2 separate regions of the Astyanax mexicanus genome follow, and region 2 is linked to region 1. The links are chromatin contacts, called in public Hi-C maps. All regions are on one chromosome and are shown on one strand. Each heading gives the region's core, a stretch centred on a gene start, on an enhancer-like site or on the middle of the called end of the contact. The rest is flanking DNA. Distances are from core to core; before and after follow the strand shown.

Region 1 (6,105 bases), core at 852-3,351:
ACATAGTAAATAATAAACATATGGTGATTTTTATGGCCAAAATCAGGCAACCCCTCTCAACATTAAATACATGTACAGACATTTATGTGGATGAGGAGGTGGACTGGCTGCATTTTTTTATTACTTTGCTCTTAAAGCAGCATTTTGTCATACTTGGCATTTCTTGCTACAGATATCTGCAGTGTAGTTTTAAAGTTGTAGTTTTGTTATTTGAATTAGCATATACTAGTCAGAATTCATTTGCAGTTATTAATGCTATACTGTGCTGTGAGGAGCTATAGCTTAAGCTTTGTAAATATGGTTTCTGTGATGTATTGATGTAACAGTAATCAAATAATACATTAATGATTACAAAAATAAATCATTTATCATTTATTTTTATTTGTTCCTTATCAGACAAAGGTAAGAAAATACATGTTTCCTAAAGCAAGTTGCAAAATGTTGCATGTATATTTAAAGTTTAAAGGTATTAAAAGTATGACACACTCAAAAAATAAAACATTACATTCATAAATCCTATAATCTGTTTTTTATTTAAATACACCTGATTTCATGGGGAAAAAAATAGCTAATGTCCATAACTTGCATTAACACATCTTCTGTATATACTCATAAATTATCATGTCTCTTTCTATAAATTCTAGCTTCTTTATTCAATAACGTAGGTCTAGTGTGTGTGTGTGTGGTAACCATATGTAATGTATATTAAGGAAAACAATTGTCTTAATTGTCACAATTTTAACTTTATTTACAATTAAGATTACATGCTAATAACAGGTAATACAGTTAGCATTGTTCTGTTCTTATTCTTTGTTTATGTATGAATAATAACATGCGAATAATAAAAAGTCACAGCTGAGGAATCCAATCAGTAAGCATGGGCTGATGGGCAGTTAGCTTTGATAAACGAAAGATCCATTTGTGGTACAAAAACAGGTGAGTCTCCCGAAATACTTGTCTAAATGCAGTTAAACAACAATAATAAAAAAAACATCTGTCACAGTTTATCCAGTTTATTTGTACTTTGCTATCCCATACTTTTTTGTGAGTGTCTGAATAGAATCTCTTTAACACAACATGAGAAATGCATGTTTGCAAATGTAAAAAAAAACTGATTCTTAGACAGTAAATGTTGTTTTTGAATGAAACACATTCTGTTACATTGGACCTCATTCAGTACACATAATTACAATTAGACTCTGTAATCAATAAGGTTGGTGGTAGTATAGAATATTGAGCTTCTCAATAAATAACTTACAGACCACCACAGATGAATATTACATTTATATAATCACATCTCAGACGCCTTTAAGTTCAGTTTCTGAAGCACAGTAAATAATAAATTATAATTTTAACACATTCATCAAACTTATAAAACCACACACACACACTTCCTTCTGAGGCAAGAATATAAATCTAGTCACTAGAGGGAGGCAAAGCATTGCATTCTGGCAGTGGTCTGTAATCTCAGCGGTCCAGTAACTCTCAGGTCTGCGGTTCCACCCAAATCTATCATATAAATATATAAATTATATTAAATACAATAAAATCTATTTTACGACCGCATTGTTTTGTCTTTGGTTTAGTTAACTGTTTTAAGCTGCTCACTACAGTGTTTACAAACTAATTGTTGAAATATTGTGAGACATTGATAGAGGTAAAAAAAAAATATATATATATAAGACTCTTATTTTGCCTCAGAATTAAATGCCGATTTCCCCAAATAGGTGTTGGATCCTTCTCTGTCAGGTCAGAAAGTGTCCCAGCTATACCAGTACTGACCAACACACCATCTTTCATACCACTCAACTCCCAGCTTCCTGTCAGTAGATCTGCATATATCAGAAACTAAGTTATATTTATTTTTAATTATTTACCTTCCTTTTATAGGAGATTTACTTTAATTTTTTTTCAATTAAACATTTTATTTTATAGTCCCCTTATAAATGTCTTTTGAATAATGAATCACCAATTAAATGTCATTTTGAAAGTAAAAATTCTGCAATAGTCACCATCACACAAATATAAAACAAAATGTGCTGCCATTAGGGAGGATTGAGTTGTAAGAAAATGTGCTGGGTGTTTGCCTGTAGTCAGGAGGTGTGTAAGCTTTTGTACCAGTTGGTGTGCTAGCTGCAGGAAGGTTTGCTCAGCTGGCAGAAAAGGATCCAACACATCTCAATTTTCCCTTTGTGGTGAAGTCCTGAAAAACAACAAAACCCTAATTATTCTCATCTAATAAGTTTTATCGGTCAGTGCTGGTTTTTGCAAGCTAAAGACATTAAAGCCTGGAAAGCTTTAAACCTTCACCCCACTCACTTAACTAGGCTGGATTTCTTGAATTTTACCAGTAAAAAAAATACTTTCCCTTCTGATGTGTCTATCTTTTATTGTTAGGTAGTACAGGAGCCTGGTTTCCTGTTTACTCAGCTTGCTTCTCCTTTTTTGTTTGCTCAGAGGCACACTCATAAGGTCATGTTCGCATTTGCAAAGTTCATGTACAGTAACTAGCAGAGTCTGGTGGTGATGTACTGTTCTGCAGTGTCTCCCACACTTTACCATTTCAGAAGCTTTTACTAGGGTTTTCACTAGTTCACAATTTAAATAATTAGAAAATATTTGTGTTAGGGTTTTCCTGCTCTGCTTTTCTCTGCTGTGTTTTCTTGTGAAATGTGTCAGTTTTCTCTGTATTGAACACTAATTACTGAGCAAATATGCTAGGAAAAATGCATAGGGCAGTGACAAGATAATATAAAGTTGCTGTGTAATTACTGTGTGCTAGGAAATAAGAGCACTTTTATTGTTATTGTTCACAGAGTAAACTGTTGATTCAGGGCTACACTAGCATTGTTGCCCATTGCTCTGGCTGTTGCTTTCATAATTATTATATAATGTACAAGCATAACTACCAAAAATATACTTACATTAAAATGTAATTAAAATACTGATGTATTCTTCATTTTAAAGACGTATGTGAAAAGTATGTGAACCCTTTGGGATTACTTGGATTTTCGTGTTCTGATCTTCATCTAAGTCACAACAATAGACAAACACACTCTGCTTAAACGAATACCACACAAAGAAATATATGTTTGCATGGTTTTATTACACTCAGCATGTTAACATTCACAATGAGGGGGGAAAATATATGAACGCCTATGCTAATTACTTTTCTAAGAGCTAGGATATGATGAGATTGGATGTGCTGTTTAAAGCTGCCCTTCAGACAGCTTTAAACATTATGTGGTAAACTGAAAATCTCTGACCTACCTTTCATTAGCTCCAGTATTAAAAATTATAATTGCGTTAAAAGCCTTAATATAAATACCACTCTGACAGCCTGGTGGGATTTTTTAAAGAGTCCTCAAAGAGTCCTCACTAATTCCATGTAAAATGACACTCATTTGGAACAACCCAGATATATGTAGAAAAAAACAGTACTGATTTTTTTTTAATGGCAAGAGAAAGGAATACAGAATTTGGCGGGCCAAAAAAAATACATAAAAAAAAATAATATTTTTTTTTTAAAAAAGCTGCCCTGCCCTATGAAAAAAAAATAGTTTTGTGTTTGCTGTTCTTAAGAAGCATTGCTTTGATGCAAATCATGCCTCGCACAAAAGAACTCTCAGAAGACCTACGTTCAAGAATTGTTGAGTTGCATGAAGCTGGAAAGAGTTACAAAAGAATCTCTAAAAGCCTTGATGTTCACGTGTCCACGGTAAGACAGACGGTTTACAAATGGAGAAAGTTCAGCACTGTTGCTGCTCTCTCTGGGTGTAGTCGTCCTGTAAAGATGACTGCGAGAGCACAATGATCAATGAGGTGAGGAAGAATCCTACAGTGTCAGCTAAAGTCTCTGGCACATGCTAACATTTTTGACAAATCCACAATAAGGAAAACATTAAACAAGAATGGAGTTCATGGTAGGACACCACAGAAGAAGCCACTGCTGTCCATAAAAAACATGGTGGCATCATGGTTTGGTGCTGCTTTGCTGCATCAGGGCCTGGACGGGTTGCCGTCATCAGTGGAAAAATTAATTTCCAAGTTTACCAAGACAATTTGCAGGAAAACTTAAGACCATATTTTCACCAGCTGAAGCTCAACAGAGGATAGATGATGCAACAGGACAGCGACCCAAAACATAGAAGTAAATCAACAACTGAATGGATTCAACAGAAGAAAATATAGTCCTGACCTCAACCCAAATGAGATGCTGTGGCATGACCTCAAGAGAGCGATTCACATTCATATCCAAAGAATATCGCTGTGCAGGTCTGATCTGCAGCTACAGGAAACCTTTGGTTGAGGTTTTTGCTGCCAAAGGAGGATCAACCATTTATTAAATCCAAAGGTTCACATACTTTTTCCACCCTGCACTGTGAATGTTAACGTTGTGTTTAATAAAACCATGCAATAATTAAATAATTTTTTTGTGTTTTTAGTTTAAGCAGACTGTGTTTGTCTATTGTTGTGACTTGGATAAAGATTAGAACACATTTAATGACCAAATTTATGCAGAAATCCCAAAGGGTTCACATACTTTTTCTCGCAACTGTACATAGCATATTTCACAGCATTTATTCTGTACTTAAAGTGTACTTAATGTGTTCCAGTTACTAAGTACTAAATAATGACTTATTTATTTTTTGAGCTGAGAGATACAGGACTGGCATTGAAAGTAAAGGACCTTGAGGGTTCAAGCACACTTTATCAAAGTTAAACAGTGCAGTAGGCAGCGTTCCAAGCCTGCAGCAGAAATGACAGAGACATTTTTCTTATTACAAGTCAGTTGATCATCAACATGATTTTAAAAGCTGTTAATTTAAGACCAAAAATGGGCTTAAACATATTCTCGCTTTAAAACACATTTAAATACTTCCCTTTTGTGATTTGGCTCCACTGGGGGTGTGGCATGCTGAAACAGTGTTTGCAATGAGCTTCATAAAGAGTTTTCACTCTGCATTGTGTCTGGACAAGTATACTGTGAATACCCATCCAGTGTGACTTTTCCTAACTCCAAGATATCCTCCTCTTCGCCCCGGTTCAGGCGCTGCACCAGACTCTTTTCAAACAATAACGGATGGTAGTGTCCCTGAGTGCACTGCCAGTTTCTATCTGAGCTGTAGTAGTGGCAAAGCTCCGTCTTCCTCTGTGATGGGACAAACTCGTACACACTGATGTGCTTACACACACTCATCATCACAATGATACCTGTGGCAGACAAAGACAAGCATAAGCATTAGCTTCCTGTAGTTACGCCTTAGAGCTTTGGGTTGCCAAAGCTTTCATACCATAACATGTAGAGGCAGTATTTTGTGAAACTAAATAAACCTAGGCTTACATACATAGAGAGATTATGAATAAAGAATATAAAAAAAACAGTTAACTTAAATGTTACAATTTTCTGTATTTAGCTGTAAAGCATCTAGGTTTTAGCTTTTATTGGTTTAATTAAAATGTTCAGTACTTAGACAGTTTTGCCTTGTGTTTAAATGTGCTTCCGTTTTCACTGCTCTTTTGCAAAAACTAAATTTATTCACTGATGCACTTCCTCCCCCATGGCCGCCAAAGTGGTTTGTGAACTATAGTTTATTAAATGTCACCACAAAAAGAGGAACTAAAGAATGATAAGCTGTTAAAAAATAGTCAGCAGTGTAGACCACACAAACTTAAAATAATCAAATCATATAAGTATAAATACAACTGTATAAAGTATGAGTGTCGCATTTTAGACAATATTAAAAATTGTCTAAAACAGAGCACCAAATAAAAAACTATAACTAAAAAAAGTCACCCTCAAAAACTGTCAGTCATCAGAGCGTATCTGGACAAATCCTGACTGGTTTGGTATTGTAAATAAACTGCTGTCTCTGCAATTTAGCCATCATCTGTTGTTACCTATTAAAGATCTCCTCCCTGTGACAGTAAAGGCTTGTAGGTGCTTTCTCCGCACCATGTTAGTGAGGTTAATGTTCTAATGTAATAGGGTTAATAATCTTCTCGCCGAATGCAGTCAAATACTTATAATAATGCACCAAAATCTAGTAGAAAGCTTTCTCTGGACAGTATGGAAAGCAAACACATTTTAGAAGAATCAGCAAA
Region 2 (5,792 bases), core at 571-3,070, 85 kb after region 1:
TTATTTTTGTACTTAACCTCTTCTATTATTTGCACTTCAATATTGTAAGTCGCTTTGGACAAAAGCGTCTGCCAAATGTAATGTAATGTAACCACCAAAGTCCAGCTTAGACCATTTGAAATCAAGTACCATCAAAAGCTGGGCTGGGTTGCTTCAATTTAGTTCCTTCTTAAGCTTGTGTGTAAAGCCTCTACTAAGTCTAACTCATGTGCACAGGTACAGACTGTGGCTTTTACATAAAGAAAACAACTTCATCAACATGCTGACATGGAAACTCGGTTGTCCACCAGCACAGATGTTTCTATAATGTATTATTATAAATAAAAAAAAGCCTTAACTACATTATATAAACAAACAAAAACTTTATTTACAAAATATACACTTTAGCTTGGAGTGGGCTTAGTCTCCAAGCAAACAATGACAATGAGTCCAGATTGTACAATGCACCCGAAAAAAACTAAATTATTAGGAAAACATGAAATCTTATTAACTAACTTATTAACCAGCTGATCTTCTACGTAGTTTAACCTCTTCACAGGCAGGCATTTTAGTCAGCATGATTACACGCCAATATCTTTAGGATATCTAATCAAGCATTACATAAAAAGGTTTCATGTTTGATACGAAACGTTATCAAAAATCCTAATTGTAAGAGTAAAAGAAAATATTTTACATATTTAAAGTAAATCTGCAAAATGTCAAAATACAATTAAGCTTGGAGCTTTCCTAAAATGCATTGAATTTTAAAATCATTATTTTTTTTTTTACTGAATACACATCAAACATTTATGTCCTTCAAAACCTTTAGTTTCGTTATGTTTGTCTAGTTATGTCTATTTTCAAACATGCAGAATTTGGGTTTATTATCAAGCGGAATTATCAAGTGGAGTAGAGAGTGAACAGGCAGCTTCTCCAAGTGTCCTGTAGGAGTCTCCGAAGCCCTTGAAGTTTTTAAATGTAAATATGTAAAGTTATTTTTAAATAACTGCAGAGAAACGTAGATTTGTTTCATCTACACTTGTGAATGCATGTTAATATAGCTAGTTAACTACTGTAAACTGGTCAATCAACTTTACCAGCACAATCAGGCTGTAAACAAACATTAAGCTATCCAGCTAGCCAGTTAACATTAGCAGCTAGGTTAGCTAAACCTAAACTTCAACCGCTGTAAATCAGCTCACGTAATTTTACCGCGGGGCTTTTGTACAGTTTTTACACTTGAAACAAAGGTAAGGACTACAGTGCTGCTGAATAAAGACATATTAGCCTAGATAATTTTAGATTTAAGATAGATAAGCTAACCTAATTTACTTAGCTAGGTAGCGTTAGCTAGGTTTGCTGTTTGCTAACCTAGTTAGCTTAAGTGAAATAGGTAGTATATCAAGTTAGGTAAAACATATTAAATTAGAGAAAGTGCGGTATATTACTCAAAAACCAAACACATGTGATGTTAGTACACTTAGCTAGCAATTATTGTAGCCTAGCTACCTATACATACAGTAGCTAAGCTAGTTAGCTAAGCTAGTTAGTTAAGCAGCTGTTATAAGATGAAGCCACGGCTAGGCTAGACTGGGCTAGTTTATTCAGGCAGTTCTAATAAAGGACTGACCTCATCCAGGTCCACATACGGTCCCGCTCCTTCAGGAAACATCTCGTCCACTGCTGGTTTCATCTCTCCAGGGTAATAAGTTTAAACCCAGCGCTGATTAAATCCTGTTTCACTGGAGCTTCAAACACAGCCACCCGAGCCTGTCCCGTTAGCCTAACAGCTAATACTGCTGTTACACTGAAATACATCCGGATCGAAAACAGGACCCACCGGCTCTGAAGGGGACTGGGCTCCTTCATCAGTTCAGCAGTACCTCAAGTTCATTTCTAATAATATCAGATATTATTGCACTACAGAGTCCCTGAAGAATGTTACAAAACACATCTACATCCAGTAAAATGATGCGTAAACGTGGGTATTGAATAAAGATATGTTTATGTGCAAGAATGTGTAAAGAAGTACAGCTCTGGAGAAAATGATAAGATTATAAGAAAATTATTTTCTGAATCAGTTTCTCTGATTTTGCTATTTATAGGTATATGTTTAAGTAAAATGAACATTTTTGTTTTATTCTGTAATCTACAGACATTTCTCCCAAATTCCAACATTTTTTGCAGAAATAACAAAAAAGATGCAGAGCTTTCAGACCTCAAACAATGCAAAGAAAACAAGTACATAAAGTTTAGAAATCAATATTTAGTGAAACAACCCTGGTTTTTAATCATAGTTTTCTTGCATCCCGACATGTTCTCCTCCACCAGTCTTACATACTGCTTTTGGATAACTTTTTGCAACTCCTGGTGCAAAAATTCAAGCAGTTCAGCTTGATTTAATGGCTTTTGATCATCCATCTTCCTCTTGATTATTTTCCAGAGGTTTTCAATTTGTTAAAATCAAAGAAACTCATCATTCTTGTTGTACGCTTACCGAAACTTTTTTTCTAATTTGTTGCATTATGTAGATTACCTATGTCAGTGCCATCATAATAAGGAAGTGGTGATTTAAATAATCAGCCAACATTACAATATTTTTTTCTCAACAAAAATATAATTAATGCCATAGAGTTTTAAACAATTGATTCCCTGTTTATTCAGTTTAAGTAAAGCATTCCATCTGAACTAAAGGAATGGTTTATTAAATGAACCATTAAACAGATCGTTCAATTGAAGGAACAATTTAAGTAATTAATCAAGGCAGTGTTTAAGTAAATGTTGATTTCTGATTTAATAGTAGTATTACTAAATAGTTAATTACTAAATATTCCCTTTTTATTGTGTTTTGCTATATGCATATATGTCTTTGCCTTGGCAAATAAATAAATGGCTGATTTACACAATAAAGCATACCTGGGCATTTTGCTGCCCAGGGGCCACACTCCTTTGCCTTTCAAGCCCAAAACAAACTAGACTTCCTCACTGAACAGGAAAGAAGTAATAAAAATGAGGTAATTAGACTACAAACCAAACAGCAATAGTACTTTTATATTAAGTGAATTTAATGCTGGTCTTTACTGCAAACATTACATACTGAACATTTTGTTCACAATTGTTTATGTAAATGTTGATCAGATAATCGTATACTATTACTGTATTCACTATGCCTGCTTTACATTTGTGCTGCTTAATTGTAACAGCTACTCTTATCAGTAACACTGTATCAAAACCATGTTATTATTGCATTTATTAAAGAGGTCAAATTAACATTGATCCAACTGAGATTAGTCTGTAGGTCCGGCCCTCCAAAACAGTCCCAGTGTACCATGTGTCTCCATGGGACAATTAAAAGGCTATATGAAATTCATTACGTATAAATTGTTACAAAAAATGACAGTTGATAAAATTACATTTCTCTAGTTGAGTTTTGATAGACATGTTTCAAATGAAGATATAACAAAGTCAATAAAAAAACATTGATGCATTATGTTCTTGATATATATTTCATGTTAGATGCATTACTCCATACACATATGTTTTCCTGTATGTTAACTAAATCCTATCCTTTCATCATGTAGACAGTTAACCTCAGCTTTCCTTCAGCGTTCCTGGTGCTCAGGCACTTCATAGCCCAAGGTGTCTCCAAGGTGCTGGTGGGCATAGAAAGCCCTGGCCATATGGTTGATTTGGTTGTAGGCTCCAATGCTGCGGAAGTATTCTATGTAGTTCCAGAAATCAGAGGTGGAGTATGGCCAGTAGGGCACAGCTGGGGGCTCGTCATAGGGAACTAAAAAATAGCAACATTAATAGCAACACCATCCTTATCCTTATCATTAACAACAATATATAGGAATAATATAAATGACATATTTTATAAGTATAGTTACAGTAGTGGCACTTAAATGGTGTTTAGCTTAAATGATAAAAATCTCTGAAATATGAGAAAAAATAAAAAATAATATTTTTATTAATAACATCATGTTAATAACAGCATTTTTCTTTTTGATGTTGTTATCAATTGCATAAACAGTGTCTTACCTCCTTCAGGAACATATCTGGCATCTGAGAGGAGGGAGAGATAGAGAGAGAGAGAGAAAGAGAGAGAGAGAGAGAGAGAGAGAGAGAGAGATGGAGGTGTATAATATTCAGAGCAACACACTCACAAAGAGCTGATTCAGCTATGGCCCATTGGGGTGCCCCTTAGAGACTGGAGAAATGCTAGCATTTCCTATCCAAGTATTATTTCTGTCTGTTTTCAGTCTCAGTCCAGTATTAAACACTATAATGTTGAATCTGAACCGCAAAATAGAAACTTATAGTATTTCTTAACATGTCATTTTAGCACATTTACTGAATATAAGTATCACAACATTGAACTAGCTAGATTAAATAAAAAAATATATATTTTAACTACTTACCACTGAGATGATTGGCGACAAAGCACGTAAAGAAAACACAGAACAGGACACACCACTTCATCGTCCTCTAAACACAAACAGGGGAAAATCAAAGTGAACATATAAATATATGCATTTCTTCCAATTATACAAATCCTCTAGTTTTACTCTGTACTGTCTGCAACACAGACAGTATAGACTAAAATTTTGTCAATTTTTTGTCTATTTCTTTTAAAAGATTAAAAACCTTACCTGCTGTATTGCAATTACCAGCTTTGCTGATCCACTCCAAGGAGCTGAAAAGGTTTAGTGTTGGACACAGGACTGCCAGTGTAATACTGAAGCTGAATTTTTAAGGAAGTGTGTGTCCCCTCCCCAAACACATTTCCATCCTCAAAATCCCCCTCATCTACATGAATTTGTATTTTAGATTTTTTTAAATGTTTTTGTATCATTTAGTTTTATTATACAGCATTAAGGCAATGACGCAAATATTCCAGTGTTAAATCAACACTGTTAAATTAGTATTAATTGAAAAATGGGCTGTCAGCTAGTCTCATTGAAAGTTTAGTTGTCTAGCCTTCTGTTTTATTGGACTAAAAAATAACTGACAGTTAATGACGGCACATCTAAACACTCATATTTAAGTGAGTGTACCATGGCAACATCAGATCCTATTTTTTTTTTTTTTTTTAAGAATACAAAGCGCCTGTACTGCTTTTTGTGAGATAGTGGGGAAACAAATCATAAAGTCAACCTTACTTGTATTTTGGACACAGGGTATATTTTACAGTCTGCAAATGCATGTGTAAAATGTGAGTTTTAGTGGTCACTCAATGCCTACATTTTACTCCGTGTAGGGAGCTCCCAGAAGCAAGAAATGACTATTTTATATAACACTTCTGATGTGTTTGTAATCAGCAAAATGATGGACAAACATTTGTGAATTTTCTCATCCCTTTCAAAGATGAAAGCCCTTAAATATGTTCATCTGCAGTTTTGGTGGTCTTCCAGTGGTCTTCAAAATGTGGTTGTAAGGAGCTACATTTTCCCATTTGAAAATATTTTTACAGTTGGACTCTGAATCTGCTTTAAAATGTTACATTAAGCTTCTGGCAGAGACATGGCATTACTTAACCATCTATTTACAGTATAAGACACAAAAGAGTCTCACCCAGGCACCAAGAACAGACCTTTTAAAGACATTTTATTATACCAAGAAGTAGCAAGACTTAATATTGTGTATAATTTAGAACAGGGGTTATCAGTAGTGTTTATAGAGAGCTGCAGCCTGGAACAGTTTGCTGTTTTCCCTTCTCAAACATCTTCTTAATTCAGTTCTGATTTAGTTCTTTCTGAGCTGAATCAGGTGAGATAAAAAAGAGTAAACTGTGGCACAATACTGCCCTCCAG

Evidence for each region. A called contact is a pair of places that touch in the nucleus more often than the background predicts.
Region 2: a Hi-C map of muscle shows a contact between it and region 1, with 10 times the contacts expected there. The contact joins the promoter of cops9 here to the enhancer-like site in region 1. A contact is called at or near these places in 2 of 3 Hi-C or Micro-C datasets (blood and muscle).

The regions. Positions count from the first base shown.
Region 1 is chr1:100,880,375-100,886,479 of AstMex3_surface, forward strand. LOC103030360 (beta-galactoside alpha-2,6-sialyltransferase 1) reads right to left here. Exons shown (of 6, transcript XM_007252341.4): 6 at 728-5,214. The coding sequence ends at 4,943. Among protein-coding and RNA genes, the nearest start is that of LOC125799454, 33 kb to the left of the region's middle. Within about 2 kb of position 2,102, the one cell type or tissue checked has an H3K27ac peak away from gene starts, as active enhancers do.
Region 2 is chr1:100,965,344-100,971,135 of AstMex3_surface, forward strand. It overlaps cops9 (COP9 signalosome subunit 9), which reads right to left and starts at 1,821. Exons shown (of 3, transcript XM_049462917.1): 1 at 1,610-1,821. The coding sequence starts at 1,672. otos (otospiralin) reads right to left here and starts at 5,477. Exons shown (of 4, transcript XM_007252345.4): 1 at 4,632-5,477; 2 at 4,401-4,467; 3 at 4,021-4,044; 4 at 3,024-3,769. The coding sequence starts at 4,461. The coding sequence ends at 3,582. It overlaps apodb (apolipoprotein Db), which reads right to left. Exons shown (of 5, transcript XM_007252344.4): 5 at 5,570-5,792.